Linked DNA regions of Rattus norvegicus: region 2 is linked to region 1. A link is a contact called in public Hi-C data. All regions are on one chromosome and are shown on one strand. Each heading gives the region's core, a stretch centred on a gene start, on an enhancer-like site or on the middle of the called end of the contact. The rest is flanking DNA. Distances are from core to core; before and after follow the strand shown.

What was found. Hi-C and Micro-C count contacts between places; a contact is called where the count stands out from the background.
Region 2: a contact with region 1 is called in a Hi-C map of Schwann cells, with 2.9 times the contacts expected there. The contact joins two enhancer-like sites. A contact is called at or near these places in 4 of 12 Hi-C or Micro-C datasets (Schwann cells, frontal cortex, hepatocytes and 1 more).

The regions. Positions count from the first base shown.
Region 1 is chr10:14,922,220-14,930,144 of GRCr8, reverse strand. All of the region lies in intron 1 of Cacna1h (calcium voltage-gated channel subunit alpha1 H), which reads left to right. Among named protein-coding and RNA genes, the nearest start is that of Cacna1h, 26 kb to the left of the region's middle. Within about 2 kb of position 3,639, at least 20 of the 93 cell types and tissues checked have an H3K27ac peak or open chromatin away from gene starts, as enhancers often do.
Region 2 is chr10:15,236,986-15,244,910 of GRCr8, reverse strand. No RefSeq gene overlaps it. Among named protein-coding and RNA genes, the nearest start is that of Gng13, 4.8 kb to the left of the region's middle. Within about 2 kb of position 2,625, at least 7 of the 93 cell types and tissues checked have an H3K27ac peak or open chromatin away from gene starts, as enhancers often do.

The sequences.
Region 1 (7,925 bases), core at 2,390-4,889:
TGTGCTGGAGCTGCCCCGACTGTTCCTCGGGCAAGCCACATGGAGCTGCAATTAGTGCCTGGCGGGTAGCCGCCACTGACTTGGGGTGCAAACACATGGCATAGCTGTGATTGTCTATGTTGTTTCTATGTTGTCCCACCCTGCCCATGAGTTTGGCTGTTCCTTAGTCTAGGCAAGTTGGTGTGGGCCTAGAAGGACCTGTCCCTGCAGGGTGTGGCCAGCCCATATACTCTGAGCACAAGGACTGTCTGTGACCCTGTTCTCTGGGGCAGAGGCCAAAGAGCGACATTCACCGATGGGTGCTCAGCCAGGCCCGTCAGTGACCTGGCAGATACGAGATACCCAGAGTATCAGTGTTTCCACCAGAACAGGTTACATCTACAGGGCCTGTCACATAAATTCTATGCCAGCTTGTGTGCATGGTGTCTACTTCCTGTGTTCTCACACCGCCGCCCTCATATGATCTGTGTGTGCCCTGATTTCTTCCCATGAGGACCTGTGCTGGTAAACAAAGAAAGGCTTTGAACCATCCTTCTGTTCATTCCCTGAAGACCCCCTGTCCACATGTCTCAAGTTCTTGGTCCTCGATCTAGCCCATATTCTTATTCTACCTGACAGGGACTGGCCTTCCAAGGTTAACTGACCGTTAGCCATGGACCGAGTGCTTATTTTCCCTTTAGTTCAGCTATCGTAACATCCCAGTAGTATGTTAGAAGCAGACGCTGGGGCCTTTGTGGGTTGTGTTATCTGATCAGATGTGGTTATGAGGGGTAAGGGTGCTTAGAGTCACCTGTGTACAGGATCTCTGCCATTTATGGACACAGGAGTCAGCTGCCTGTGGCCTAAAACCTTGCCTGTAACCGTCATCTTGGTTTCCAGCCTCCAGACTAAAACATAAATTGTATGAAAGTTCCCGGGACCAGCAAGCCCCCCCCTTCCACTTTGTGGGACTCCTCCGTACCATGTACTTCACCCACCTCTGGGTCACAGCTGAAGCAGGTGTATGGGCCATCTTGGCCCAACCAGCTTGGCACATGGACAGTGGCTTCCCAGGGAGGGAAGAGCAGGGCTTATGGTTCTGAACTTTGGGGCAGAGCCTCTGAGACCCTTCTCAGCGTATAAATGTCATGCTGGGGCTGACACCCAGGTAGCAGGATGCCAGGGTCTCGGGGATGAAGCAGCAGCCTTGAGAAACCAAGGTCCAGCAAGTTTCACTTTGAAATCAGATTTTCCGGGGAGGGAGTGGTCTGGGCCATCCTTTTAAAATGTCACCACTATTAATAACATGGCCGCTGGTGGAGGGAGGACAGGGACAAGGCCAAAGCCAGTTAGCTCATTCACAGCCTTAGGGATATAGGTCAGGCCCCGTGTAGATGTAAGAAAACTGTGTGAGGCTTGGTATGGAGGGGGCGTGTGGTGAGGGTCAGCCTAACTGAGGTCTGCTCAGGGCAGGGCTTCCCTGGAGGACCCAGAGATGACAGAAATGGGGGCTTCCCCCCGCTTTGATGCTTCTGTGTGTCCATTGAGAGGAGGGGAACTGTCTGGCAGCCTGTCAGACACATCTAGGCGGGAGAACAGGTTTTCTTTTTACAGGAAGCTTCAAGAGTTAGGGGGATTCCAGGATTCTGCATGGACTGGAGGCCTGACAGGTAGAGGCTGGACAGCATCTAACAGCATATATTCAGTGTCCTCCAGCATCCAACTAGGGCTTAGGTGTCCTCGGGAGGGAAGGTGCCTAACTTACCACCGATACCTGGAACTTGAAGGTTCTGTACTGGGGTGTAAGCCTCCTATTGGGCCTTGAGGTCTGTCCACATCTGCTCTGGCCATAGCCTCTATATAGAGCTCCCTGTGGCCTAGCAGCTCAGGAGGCCCTGCCTCATTGACATACAGAAACCTGGGACCTTGTACATCGGTGCCCATAAATTGTGGCCAGGCAGTCCTAGGTGCAGGACGCTTTTGAGCCCTGCAGACTGGCAAGATCTGTGAACAGAGCAGCTGTCCCCAACCCTGCTAGAAAAGTACAATTACTGAAGTGTTGTCCACTGTCCCCCAGTGCTTTTAGGGTTTCAGGAAAGTGAATGGCAGGATTAGGATGGACTTGGGGCCCAGGTACAGGCAAAGGAGTATGTCTCCGAGAGTGTGGGAGTCAGAGAGAAGGGGGGGAGGTTACGGCAGGCTGGGAGAGCAGGCTGGTGGTAGGCATTGCTGTGAGGTTTCCCTTTTAAATAAATACCCGGTTGCCAGGCAACAGTGGTAGGGATAGCCAGGCTTTGCATAGATGGATTGGGGGTGGGGGTCAAGGACCCAGTTGGAACACAGCCTGCTGCAGGGTTCGTGGTTTCCCATGAATGCTAGCCATTATGCCACAAGGTGCCCTACCTGTCCCCTTTCCCAGTATGCCTTGGGAACCCAGCTCCCAGGTCGGCCCAGATTTGTGTTTGCAGCAGTCAACATACACACACCTCAGATCACAAGTATAAGTCGGGTTTTCTCAGGAAGGTGGAGATGGTAATGTCCCCAGCAGTGTGTAGAAAAGAGAAGGGCCCAGCCACGTGGACTGGGGCACCGAGGCCCACCCAGAAAGGCTGCCACCCCTCACCTGCACCTGCTCACATAGACCACTCAGACCCTCCATCCCTTGAGGGACAGATAAAGTCTCCTGATCCTCAGAGAACCTAGAGGATCTGCTATGTGCTGAGTGCATGTGGTGGGGACATGAGAGAGGCGTGGCTTCGGGGCCCTTTGTTGGTGGCAAAAACATGGCTGGTAGTGGCTCCTCCCAGTATAACTCTCTTCATCCTCAGTGAGTGCTATGTGGAGCTAGGTAAGGCATGGCAGTAGAGACACAGGACTGAGGCAGAATCCTGGGCAGAGCAGCCTAGGCATGAAGGGGCAAAACTGCATACTGAAGAGATGCCCTGTGACCCTTCCCTTGAGTCAACCTCAGACACTGAAGGTTCCCACAGGGCTACAATAGTCAGTTCTGGGTCCCAAAGAAGGGCTCTGTGCTCTCCCAGGCTGGCCTCTATCCATACTAACTAGCCATGGAGATCAGAAGCTACATGGGGGCCCCATCCAGATGGGCTCCAGGATTCTCCTGAGGAAAGGAGCCAGACCCTGGGGGTTGGGGGAAGGGAAGAGTACCAGGCCATGTTCCCATGGAAGGAGTGTCCAATCCCCTTGGGTCACTAATTTGAGCTTCAGGCAGCTGTGCAGCGAGGCCCAGGCAGTTATTTCTGGCCCAGAGAATTCCAGCAAAGAGGTCCCTGAAAGCCCGTCCTGTGGGCCAGCAGTCCTCTCTCCCAGGAATCACCTTGCTCTGGTTTTTGTCTGCCTTCCGTCTTTCCCTTCCAGGACTATTGGAGCGGGTTGTGCAGAATGCTTTTGGGGATCCTGTTGGGCAGAGGTCAAGCTCACCCTCTCACCTTCTCCCAGGATTAAACTTGAGTGGGGTTGGAGGAATTGTTTGAGGAGCAGCTGGTGGGGAGGGGCTGCCACTATGACTGGTCCTCAGTGAGGAGTAGCTAGGAGCGCCTGAGAATGTAGGAAACAGGTTCCTCTTCCAAGCAGCACCCCCCTCCTCCCCCTCTCCTCGTGGGATTTGGGTGGGGGAGGTTACGTGCTGCCACCAAGTGGCTGGCACAGTCTGGGTGAGGTTTCTCGCCTACACAGCCTGCCTTCCTGCAGGCACAGGGACTAGAGGGGTGGGATCAGGCACTTTTCCACTCAATTATCCCTTGAAAAGATCCCGAATCAAGCTCTTTATTAAGAGCTAAGCAGAGACATTAGCGCACTTTCTAATTAGCATGGCTTTAAAAACTGCACAATTAGAGCCATTGGCAAGCACTCAGCCAGGCTCCACCATGTCAGTCTCTGCAGATAGGGAGGGCTTGGCCCGGGAAGACCTGGGGTCCTGCCCTCCTTTGAAGACCTCATAGGGTGTGTTTACATTTGCAGTACAGGGGCCCCTGTTGTGTGTGTTTGCAACATGTGCAGTACACTAGAACGGATAGTAGTTTACACGTGGGCGTATGGGTACACGCCGAGCCCCGTTCTGGGTGCCCCACTGTACGTCCTGCCCCTGTGGCTGACCAAGCACACACTTTATCTAGGGCCAGATCAATGAGCCGGGGGTGGGACTGCTGTACATCACCCTGGCCATGGGGATGTCAGCTCACCACGGTTGTTAATAAGGGACTGGGAGAGCAGAGTGCCTCACAGGGCACAGGGGAGGATGAGGATGAACCGGAATGTTCTGGCGGCTAGAGTTGAGTACTCATAGTGACCTGTCCTCCCCATTTGAGGGGCTCTAGTGGGGAGTGGCTCCCATACCCTGGCTTCAGGAGGAAGTATTCTCCCACAGACAGCCTGCCCCCACCCTTCCCCTGGGTGACCCCGAGCAGAGCAGGCAGCTGGAGAACAAACAGCTCCATGTTTGGTCCGCTGCCCTCACTCCCCACCCCCACCCCCAGCCCCAGCTCAGCCCAGCCTGCTGTGAGTCACGCAGGCCTAGGCCCAGGCTCCCAGGCCATGTTCCCTGGTCGGCCATGGGGGTGGGGATAAAGGAAAAAGGTCTCATAGAACGGGAATGGAGAGAAGGAAGCAGGTCCGCTAGGCAATGGAGGGGGCGGTTAGAAAGGCTAGCGAAGGGAGGACATGGCCAAGGTCCCTCCACCCCCCAAGATCTGAGCTTTGGACAGAGGCGATGCACTGGTCAACTACCCCACCTGTTCCCCTCCACCTATCCCAAGGGCAGGCTCTGAGCTCCGTGGAGCTAGGCCATCTTCAGGTAACTGCCACAGGTGTACTGAACCCTGGGCATCTGGTAACAGCCCACTTGTCTCGGCTCTGGATGCCTCCTGGCCTCCTGAGAGATCGAGACCCAGGTGACCTTAGATAAAAGCTGCACATCCCCCCAGCCTTAGCAAGGACCTAGGTGGAGGCATAGCTGGTCCTGTGGTAGCTGGGACAGACCCGCACACACTCAGCAGTCCACTTCTGGGAAGCTCTGGGTCAGACCAGCTGGCCCAAGTACAGGGGTCTGATGAGGGACACACTATGTCCCTCAAGGAGGAGCAGAGGAAAGGAAGCTGCCACGTGTGCCTGCGCTCCTTGTGTGGGATCACTCTGATGACCCCAACAGGACTGTCTTGTCCTGACCCCTCCTGTCACCCCCATCTTTGTTTCCAAATCCCAGACCTAAATAAGATGCTCAACACACATTCTCGAATTGTGAGACCGGCAGTACAGTACAGGAATGGGTGGCTGGGCCAGGGCTGATGGAAATGGAGCTGGGCTGGGGATCCCCTCTGCCTTTGCCCTAATTGGGTCTCCAGGTTCCTCCTCACCTTATTATCAGCCTGTCGGCATGGCAACAGCCTCAGGGAAGAAAGAGAAACCTTCTTCAATCATCACATCCTGCTCCACCCCTGAGACCTCACAGGAGCCCCGGACAAATGCCCACAGAGAAGTTCCCTGGGCACCTACCCGGGAGAAGGGTTTGGGATTTCCACACCTCTTCTGGGGGGAGAAGGCAGGCATATAAACCCAGAGGGCTGGGGGCTGGCTTTGTTTGCAGTAGGTCATGGGTAGCAATCTCAGACTGGAGGATATGGCCGTACCGGGTAATCTGCAAACCCCCTGCGCGTTTCAGGCATCCCCAGGGAAAGGGGCAGCAGGCTCCAACGCTGCGGCCAGCTTTGGGGTTCCTTCCAGGGTCGCAGTTGACCTCAGCCACAGTGCTCCCTCCGTCCTACCCATCTGGAGGGAGCCCACCCAAGGTGTGGCTTACCTTGTCATAGAGGAGCATGTAAGGGTAGCAAAGCCCATTTAGCCCCTGCAGCTAGCTAGCTAGCATCCCCTCACGTTCTACTTAGTGAAGGGTGGCCTACCTGCCCTTCAGAGCGTCTTCCCAGAGCCTTCTGATGAAGGTGACACCAGAGACACCTGTACTGAGCTTGCCGGGTGTATGGCTGAAGGACTCTGCACATCAGTAAAGGTTCCCGAAATCACTCACTCAGGCTCCATTCGTTACAACTTACAGGGACACTGAGAGAGAGCCACTTACAGGCTGGAGGGGTCGTCACAGGGAGTGGCAGGGGACTGGATCCCTGGAGCAGTCAGGGCAATTACTTTCCCAGGGCCAGGCTGCACAGGGCCGCACAGTTTGGACTGTATCCAGGGCACTAGGAAGCCATGAGAGGGTGCCAGGCTAATGCTTCTTCTTAGGGGCAGCACAGGGGCAGGGTGGTGTCATAGCGGGAGCAAGGACAGACCTGAGGCCTCTCAGAGGGATGTTTCTGGGTCACAATGGACTGTGAGAAATGGCACTGTGGAGGCCCAGTTATTTGGGATTGAGGGTGGAACCTAAGAGTTTGAGGAGTGAGCCATGCTAAAGGCTAGTCCCTGGGGTTGAGGGACCAAGGATATCCAGCTCATTTACTGTCAGAACAAAGAGATAATAAGAAAAAGGGTACAGGGGCACTTCAGCCCTGGAGGATAAGGAAAGGGAAAGATTGGGGGCATGAGACCCCAGACTTGGAGACCTCGGCAGGGTAACGTGCACAGTGCATTGTGCATGGACATTGGTGTAGAGCGTGTCAGCCCCTACTGGGTGGTTTCTGTCTTCCTTCGGAGAGTCCTGAGATCTTCAGACACCTTGCCCCAGACATGCCCACTGCCATAGTGTGAGCTAGTTAACCCAGTCCATCCGTATTGTATAGGCTGAGGGACCTATACAATCACATCCAGCCCACAGGAGCCAACCACCTGGGCTGTGCCTGGTCTCGGGCTCCGCTGGCTGCAAAGACAGTGCTGGCTGGGACTGGTGGAATACTGACTTCCTCAGAACATAGCCATGTCCCTGGCCTTCCCACATCTGCTCCCTCCCCTGGTGAGAGGGGCCTTTTGTCTTGGGGACCTGTCCCAGACCCTTCCAGGCTCTCAGTTCTCCAGGATCAGAAGGTCTGCCAGAGGCACAGATAATGAGGGGCCATGAAGGCCACTAAGCATGGAGCCCCTCACTCTATCCAACTATGGGAAGAGTTGGTCAGGTTCACAGGACTGGCAGCCCAGGGCTGAAGTGCCCCTGTACCCTTTTTCTTATTATCTCTTTGTTCTGACAGTAAATGAGCTGGTCCCTGGAGGCCTAGGTGACATCTCCTTGCTATCTGCCAACTGGAGGTTGCTGGGCCCTTCCACTTCAGGAGCCCAGCACTCCTCGTTGAAGGCATAGCACTAACACAGGTAGAAGCAGTACCCCCCCCCCAAAAAAAATCCAAAGATGTGATAATGTTGGGTGAAGGGAGCTAAGACTGAGTGACTGTCCCATCCCTCTGTCTCCGACCTTGTACCTTCCCCAGTGCCCATGGATGCATGATGGCCCCGATTGTCCTTGGCTTTATGCTCACGCAGGGAATGTGCATCCTAGAGGGACAGTTTTGTAGCTGCGTTGTGACATTGCCCATAGATGAGACCATGTGCCTTCCATAACTTGCTCTTGCCCCCTTTTCTGCTCCCCTCGTGTCACTGTGTCCTAATTTATAAATCAGTGACATTTTTTAAAAAGATTTATTAATTTATTATATATGAGTACACTGTAGCTGTCTTCAGACACACCAGAAGAGGGCATCGGATCTCTTTACAGATGGTTGTGAGCCACCATGTGGTTGCTGGGAATTGAACTCAGGACCTCTGGAAGAGCAGTCAGTGCTCTTAACCACTGAGCCATCTCTCCAGCCCCAGTGACATTTTTTTTAAAACGACAGTGCCCAGGCTACATGCCATGTGTGTGGTAAGCCACGTGCCCTCACCTAGAAAGTTCTGCCATTTTGGATTCTTTGCAACACAGGGAGCCTTGTGCTTGGGCTAGAAGCCCTTGGGCCTCCCTGACCACCACGGTTGTATAGACTTGTGGGTGAGTA
Region 2 (7,925 bases), core at 1,376-3,875, 320 kb before region 1:
AACTTCCCAGAGCATCTCCTCCCTCTAGCTTGCTTCCCAGCGTCACTGTCAGAGGTACAACTCACAAACTCTTGAGGGAGCTATGCTCTGGGGACCTTCATATGACGAAGGCTGCAGGCTGCAACCTAGACTGGGGGCCTCAGGCAGCAACAGCAGTCTCTGGGGGAGGGGCAGACCAGGTTGGGGCTCCGTAAAGGCAAGCCTGTCCTGGGAGGCCAGGCCAGGGCCTTGCTGAGTATTCTGGGTCCTCTGTGGGCTGGAGGTGTGTTGAGTAACTATTCTGCTCTTACCTAGACAACAGGATAGGTCAGAGTTAGAGGAACCGAAACAGTTCAGAGCCCACCCTACCCAGGAGATGGCCTGGAACCCTGCAGGTATGATCAAAGAACAGACAAGGTCCCTGTCCCTTGGACTCTCAGGACCATCAGTCACACAGCAGGCTTCCCTGGTGTTGTTCCGTGAAATGGGGTCACCATGATTCCCTGGTCCCTGATGCGCATCAACATGTGGTTAGATCAGGAGGCATCTCTGGAACTGGGGCACGCTGGGGTGCAGAGAGATTACTTATGGATTTGGGGGCTGGGGGAGCTTAAGGTTAATGGTGCCAGACCTCAGGGCAGATGTTGCTCTTCCTGGTAGGGTGGAGGGCTGTCCTCTCTTCTGGGACCTGAGCTCACCCTCCCTCCTCATGCCTCCCCAGCCCTGAACTAGGCTTCCATGAGTGTCTCTGTGGCAGGAGAAAAGCTGGGAGAGCCACCAGAGCATGGTGACAATAGGGAGGAAGGGACCGGTCCCTCAAGAGGCTGAAGGACTAGGTGACCTCCAGAAGGCCCCAGGGTGCCTGCATTCACTGGGATGAGGCAGTGTTACTAACTGCACTCCAGTGGGACGATCAGCCCTCAGGTGGGCTCCAGGGCTGGGGGAGCTCCTATTGCTGAGACAGTAGGTAGTCGGACCAGCCTGCTTCAGTGTCTCCCAACTCAGCCCCAAGGTTCTGGACCCAGGCTTTGTGTAATTTATTAGGCTCAGAGAAGTCAGTCAGGGGATGATCAAGACAAGGGAGTGAGTCCTGGAGCAACAACAGGTCCTAGAGGTAGTCAGGTCTTGGATCCCTACTGAGAGGGTCCTCCTCCCTCCACAATGGAGGCTGGGTGCGTCTCAGGGTGCATGGACGGTTGGGCTCCAGCAGGAGCATCAGCGCAGGTAGGGCCAATGGGCCATGCCCCCAGCCCAGGTGCTCCCATTTGAGGAGGACCCATCACAGGGACCCACATGTTAGCCAGGTGTGGTAGGTCCTTTAATCCAAGCACTTGGGAGGCAGGGGATCTCTGAATTTTAGGCCAGCCTGGTTTGCATAGTGAGTTCCAGGTCAGCTAAAGTTACAGTGAGACCCTGTCTCAGAAACATCAAGAATCCATCATAAAAACAAACAAACAAAAAAACCCCAAAGACACTCTGCGTTCTGAAACTGTAAGTCCCTGTCAGGGCTGAAACAAGGATCCCATGACTCCTTAGTTCCCACCCTCCTACCCAAGCTGGACTTGAAACTTCTCCCTAAATGTCCATCCCAGTCCTCTCAAGCAGGATGCAGTGTGGTGGGGTCTTGATGCTAGAACACAGTGGTAACAGGATACAAAAGGTTTGTAAGGTACTTTTACTCCTAGTACTTGGAAGGCAGGAGGATCTCTTTGAGTTCCAGGGCATTCTGGTCTAGACAGTGAGTTCCAGGCCAGCCAGGGCTCTATAGTGAGATTCTCTATCTCTAAGGAAAACAAATCCTGCCCCCAGTTTGGGTCTTCCAGATGGAAGGAGGACTTTCAGGAAATAATTCACTGCTGATCAACAAGTGTGAGCTGTCATCCCTTGGGCTCCTTTATGAAATTAGGACATTAACTGGGCCGTTGGGTGAGCACACACAGGGTTCCTTCCACTGGCCTAGAAATGGCCTCCTCTGGCTAGAGAGCTCCTAATAGGAGAAGAGACCTTGTCCTAGCCCAGTCATGACTGGAGCCCACTCTGATGACTCTGGGGTAGCCTGGGCTGGACTGACTGCTTTATCCTTAGGTCTCCAGGAGTGGTGACAGCAGTGGTGGATAAACTGGACAAGGAGGCATTTCAGAAGCTCCATGCAGAAGACAACCCCTAACTCCAGATGACTGATTCTCTCACAAATAAAAGGACAAAGGTCAGGCTGTGCCCAAGCCAAGGAGAAAGAATGCTAGTTGGCCATTTACCTACAGGTAGTTGAGCCTGAAGGCTGTTAGAATCTGTAGAACCCTTTTTTCTGGGAGAACAGAGCCTGAGCCAGGGGAGGGGCCTTTCAGCCTTGGGGGAGGGGCTGTTGGACAGGATGGTAACAGCACGTTAAGTTTATTCTTATTCCTGTAGGCCACAGAAGCCAATTGGGATTGGGAAAATGCTGTTTCTCTTCAACAGCTCCTAACAGACATTTTAAAAATAGTATCTTAGAAAGCCTGGAAGTGTTTTTCAAAAATAATCCAGACAGCTACAAGGAGCGATGCCATGTTGGGGAGACGGCTCAGTGATTAAAACTCTTACTTGTAAGTGTGAGGATGTGAGTGTGGATCCCCAGCGCCCACATAAATGCTGGTGGGTGTAGTAGCTGTTCAGTAACTCCAGTACTTTTAAGGTAGAGAGAGAGAATGAGGTTTGCATAAGAATGGCCCTCATAGGGCTGGGGATTTAGCTCAGTGGTAGAGCACTTACCTAGGAAGCGCAAGGCCCTGGGTTCGGTCCCCAGCTCCGAAAAAAAGAACCAAAAAAAAAAAAAAAAAAAAAAAAAAAAAAAGAATGGCCCTCATATATGCTTAGTCTGCAGCTGATGAACTATTTGGGAAGGATTAGTAGGTGTGGCCTTATTGGAGGAGGTGTGTGAGCTTTGAAGGTTCAAAAAACCCATTCCAGGCCCTCCCTCCCCTCTCTGCCTGCTATCTGTGGATCAAGATGTCAAAGCTCTCAGCTATCAACATGCTTGTCTGCTTCCTGCCATGATGAGGGTGGACTAACCCTCAGAAACTGTAAGCTTAATTTAAATGTTTAGCTTAAGCTTAAGTTAAATGTTTTCTCTTATAAGAACTGTCTCAGTTCTGGTGTCTCTTCAGAGCGGTGGAGCAGTGGCTGAGACACAGAGGATCTCTGGAGCAAGCTGGCTAGCCAGACTAATTGTACTGGTGAACCCTGGGTTCAATTGAGAGACCCTGCCTCAGTGAACTATTGAAGAGCAATTGAGGAAGATTTCTAATGTCATCCTCAGGTCTGCACACAAATATATCCATACACGTGGATGGGCATATGTACACACACCTCCCCCAAACACATACACACATGAGTACACACCACATGTACAGACAAGAGGAAAAGACCAGGGAAGACCCATCTAGGTAGCTCTTGTCCAATTTCACCTCTGGAGACAGCTGACCCTAGCTTAGGGACACAGACTCTATGCCCCTGTCTTAGGAAGCGTACTTCTTTTTTTTTTTTTTTTTTTTTTTTTTTTTTTGGTTCTTTTTTTCGGAGCTGGGGACCGAACCCAGGGCCTTGCGCTTCCTAGGTAAGCGCTCTACAACTGAGCTAAATCCCCAGCCCCAGGAAGCGTACTTCTTAACTGGGTTGACTGAAGTCCTGGGTACCAGATAGTTATGGTGAGCTGAGGATCATGCTTCAGAGAAAGGCCTGCTGAAGACATGGGCATCTCTTTGCTTTTTTTTTTTTTTTTTTTTTTTTTTTTTCCGGAGCTGGGGTCCAAACCCAGGGCCTTGCACTTGCTAGGCAAGCGCTCTACCACTGAGCCAAATCCCCAACCCCAGGGCATCTCTTGGCTAACAACTCTGCAAGTTGGGCATGGAGGTGCTTGTGTGCAGTCTGGCGCTTGGGAGGCTGAGGCCTGAAGTTCAAGGCTAGCATAAGCTACACTTCAAGATCCGAGAGACAGAGACAGAGAGACAGACAGAGACAGAGGGAGGATCCTGCCTAACTTGGAGGCAGGAGTAGGTACTGGGAGGATGCAAAGGCAAAACCCACACCTAGTGGTGATGCAGTATGTATCCATCTGACACTGTGGTTCCTGCCCAAGGACTGGGGTCGTCATCACTGGAAGAGCAGCGACCGCCACTCCAGATGCTTGCTCTCTGTGAATAGCAGCAGATTGTGTCAGGGCGCTGAGCCCTGAACCTCAGCACCAAGGGGAATGGCAGAGCATCAACTCAGGTACGCTCCCAAAACAGGCAACGTTGTTCAGCTGAAGGCCGTACAGTTCCAGTGATTCCAGGGGGGATGTTTCTGTGTTTTGCACCTCTCCTGCCACCTAGGGTGGGGTCCATGGGCATGGTCTCTCCCTAAAGATAAGGATAGCATCTAACAGATGTGGTGTGGTCTGGGCAGCATAGGGTATGCAGACGGTGAGGTCATGTGTGGAGCCTCATGAGTGGGAATGGTCCGCTGGCATCCCGTGTTGAGGGAGGAGAGATGAAACTGCTGTGTGCTCTGCCCGGAACCACCTTCCTCCCACCTGAACTGTTTGTGGTACCTGTGCACTTGCCTGCGTGGTAGCTCTTAGTGGAAGCCATAGGCCTCACCTGCTGCTGCAAGAGGAGTGAGGCATGGCCACACCCCAACCAAGAAAGCTGGAGCCTAGCTTTGGGCCCCTCTCATGTTGTAATGCTAAGGTCCACTTCCTTTATCACCAGGAGTGCTCTCAGGACAAAGTCTGTACACATCATCTTCTATGATTTCTGGGCATCTATTCTATTCTAGTGGGAGGGTATCTCCACAGACAGTCATCCCTCACGTGTCCCTCTAGTCCTGATTCTGTGCCTGAGCCAGGAATGAGGGTCAAGGGATGCCTCACATGTTTAGCTGCTGGTTAGCATGGGAGGAGAGTCCAGGCTCCAGATCCCTGGGTGGCTAGAATGTCTTCAGGAGCCTCTGTGCTTGTCACCTGGCTTGTCCACTGTCTTAGCCTTGAACTCTTGGATGCTTCTACACAGAGACCCTGTCTTGTGCCTGAAGCCAGATCTGGCCAATGACTTCTCAGAAACAGTCAAATACTAACCCTAGAACCTGTTCTTGTCCATGGCCTCTCCCCATGCCTCACCTCTCTCATAAACGTATGGTGGCGTACATATCATGAGAACTGGTCTTCCTTCCCTATCTCATGTGTAGACACAACCTTGCTGCTTGAAAGCTGTGAGGTGGAAACACAGCTGGGGTAGGGGAGTTAACTGACCATGCCATGTGGTCAGGACTAGTCCAGGGGTAGTCAGGTAATCATTCCTTATTGTGCTGCTATCAACAGAGGAGTCTTGGGGGCAAGTACATCCTGTGTTTGCTGCATCTGTGGTATACATGATCTCCATGGCAGGATCTCTTATCTACATGGGTTTTGGGGGTCTTCTCATTGCCACCAATGAGAATGTCTGCTATGCCTGCAGACTGTCTGACCTGCTGTACCACCTGTTGGCTCATGCCAGTCACTCCTGAAACTACACAGAGCTGACAGGTGGGTAGTAAACCCAGGAGAGAGGACCCAGGACATCTGTGTGCAAAAAAGTGGCTTCAGGTGACTCTGCCTGCCTCAGTTAGGGTTTTATTGCTGTGAAGAGACACCATGACCAAAGCAACTCTTAGACACAAAACATTTAACTGGGACTAACTTAAAGTTTCAGAGGTTCCATTCATTATCATCATGGTGGGAAGCATGGCAATGCCCAGGCAGAAATGGTGCTGGAAGAGCCAAGAGTTCTACATCTTGATCCAAAGGCAGACAGGAAGAGGCTCTCATTCCACTCTGGGCAGAACTTGAGCACTGGGAGACCTCAAGGCCCCGCCCCCACAGTGACACACTTCCTCCAACAAGGCCACACCCACTCCTATAAGGCCATACCTCCAAATAGTGCCACTTCCTGTGGGCCAAGCATTCAAACACATGAGTCTATGAGGGCCAAACCTATTCAAACCACCACACTGCCCATATCCTGTCATATAAGTGCCCTTAGACTGAGTGGATTCAGGTGTCTTATTTGCTGAGCCTTTGGGGTCTGTCTGTTCAGGTGGCCCTCTGTGTGACTTTGACCCTTCCTGGAGAGGCTGAGTTTGATATAGGCCCTGGTAAAGTACTGGGACTTCATGGAGACAGGCATGTCTGTCACATAAGATCATAGCTGTAAGGGGCTGTCAGACAGGACAGATGAAGGCCCTAAAGCATTACCCAGCTGGGAATCTGCCCTTTCCTAGTCAGTTATTTCTGGTCTGTCAGCTTTAACCATAACCAGTTAAGTCATCAGAGAAATATCCATTTCCCACCCTGTCAGGCTCTACAAAGCCCACCAGGTGTGGGCTCCTAAAACCACAGATCAGCAGTCTGTGGTTGATCAGGATAGGTTCAGGCCAAAAGGTGGATGAACACAAGGTTTTGAGGACTAGTTTACATCTTGTGCATTGGTGACAAATGTGCCCTAGCCAGTCAGCCTTGAACTCAACACTCAACCATGGGGGCCTCAGGCTTGAGAAAGCCCCAGACCTGCTGACCCTAGAGCAAGTGGGCTTCCTCATGTCCAGGATCTGGTGTCCTGGTACATCCTGTGTGGGTGGAGCAGGCCCTACTCAAGGATCCCTAGGCCTCCTTGCTATGATGTTCTGAGGACCAGGTCCTGATTCAACAACTGATGGGGGTTTGATTGTCCATTTCTGAAATGGGAGCAAGGCAGGTGGAGCGAAAGCAATGCCTGAAAGAACTCATGAACATTACTAGAGAGGACTTAGGGCTTATACAAATTGTCAGGGAGGGCCTCATTGGCTCATGATATACTCAGGGCCTCTCTGTGGCTCAGGCATTGGTCTCGGGCAGCCCCAAATGAAGATTCAAGGCAGCAAAGTAGACTTTGGGAGCTGGGAGACCATCTTTGTTGAGAACTTGCAAGAGACGTCTTTTTCTTTGTAGCTCACCTGTGTACATTCCTGTGCATGGCTTCTCACTGATGGTAAATGGTGTGGTTCTAATCAAAAGCTAATGTCATCATCAGATGAATGGTAAACTAAGGCACCATTGTCCTTCTGTAAAGTCAAGAGAAGTTGCTCTACTCAGACACCCAAAGGTCCAGTCACCCATACCACAGCCAATATCTGAGCAGCCCAGAGCTGTCCCACTTCTCCTTGTCCTGCCTGTATGGGTATAGTCTATCCAGGAGGGCTCCCCTTGACAGGGGATACAGGGCCAGGCCCATGTCAGAGGCGTCTTTCCACTACACCCTAGGAGTTGCTGTGGCCCATTTTGCTTCAGGTATTCACTCTATCCTAGAACTCAAGCAGCCTTACTTTTCTGCCCTACAAACTCTTGCACTGCACCACTGGGCCTGAGATCTCCAGAGAAAACAAGAACATTTGGGAGAGCGTGAGCTGCCGAGAAGAGCAGAGCAGCAAATAGGCAGTGTGCTGGGTTGGTGACACCCCGTGGCACCAACTTAGAGCTCCTAGAGGAGGTGGGTGTCATGCTCACTGGCTGGACTTGGGGTGGGGAAGTCTCCAACCATCACTCAGAGAATGTGCCTTTGGGCTCTGTGCATCAATACAGGTTTGGCTCCTCAGTCCCTGTTCTCCGAAAGGGATTAGGAGGCCAGTGGGAAAGTGTTGTGGGACCACAGAACTGGAACTGACCAAACCACAAATTAGAGGACAAACAGCCTCCAGAGAAATCACCATTTACTTTCTCCTTGGGAGTTAGTGTTCACCTAGAAACCGGAAGGGCATGTTTTGCTAAGGTCCTCCATCTTGAAACCTAACAATGGGGTACCCTCGGCAACCATGTTGGAGTTGGGTATGGAGGCATCTAAAGCTGGCTAGCAAAACTGACCGGATTTTAAGGGACATGGTGCTATGTCAGAGTCATTCGCACTACTCTAAAATGTGTG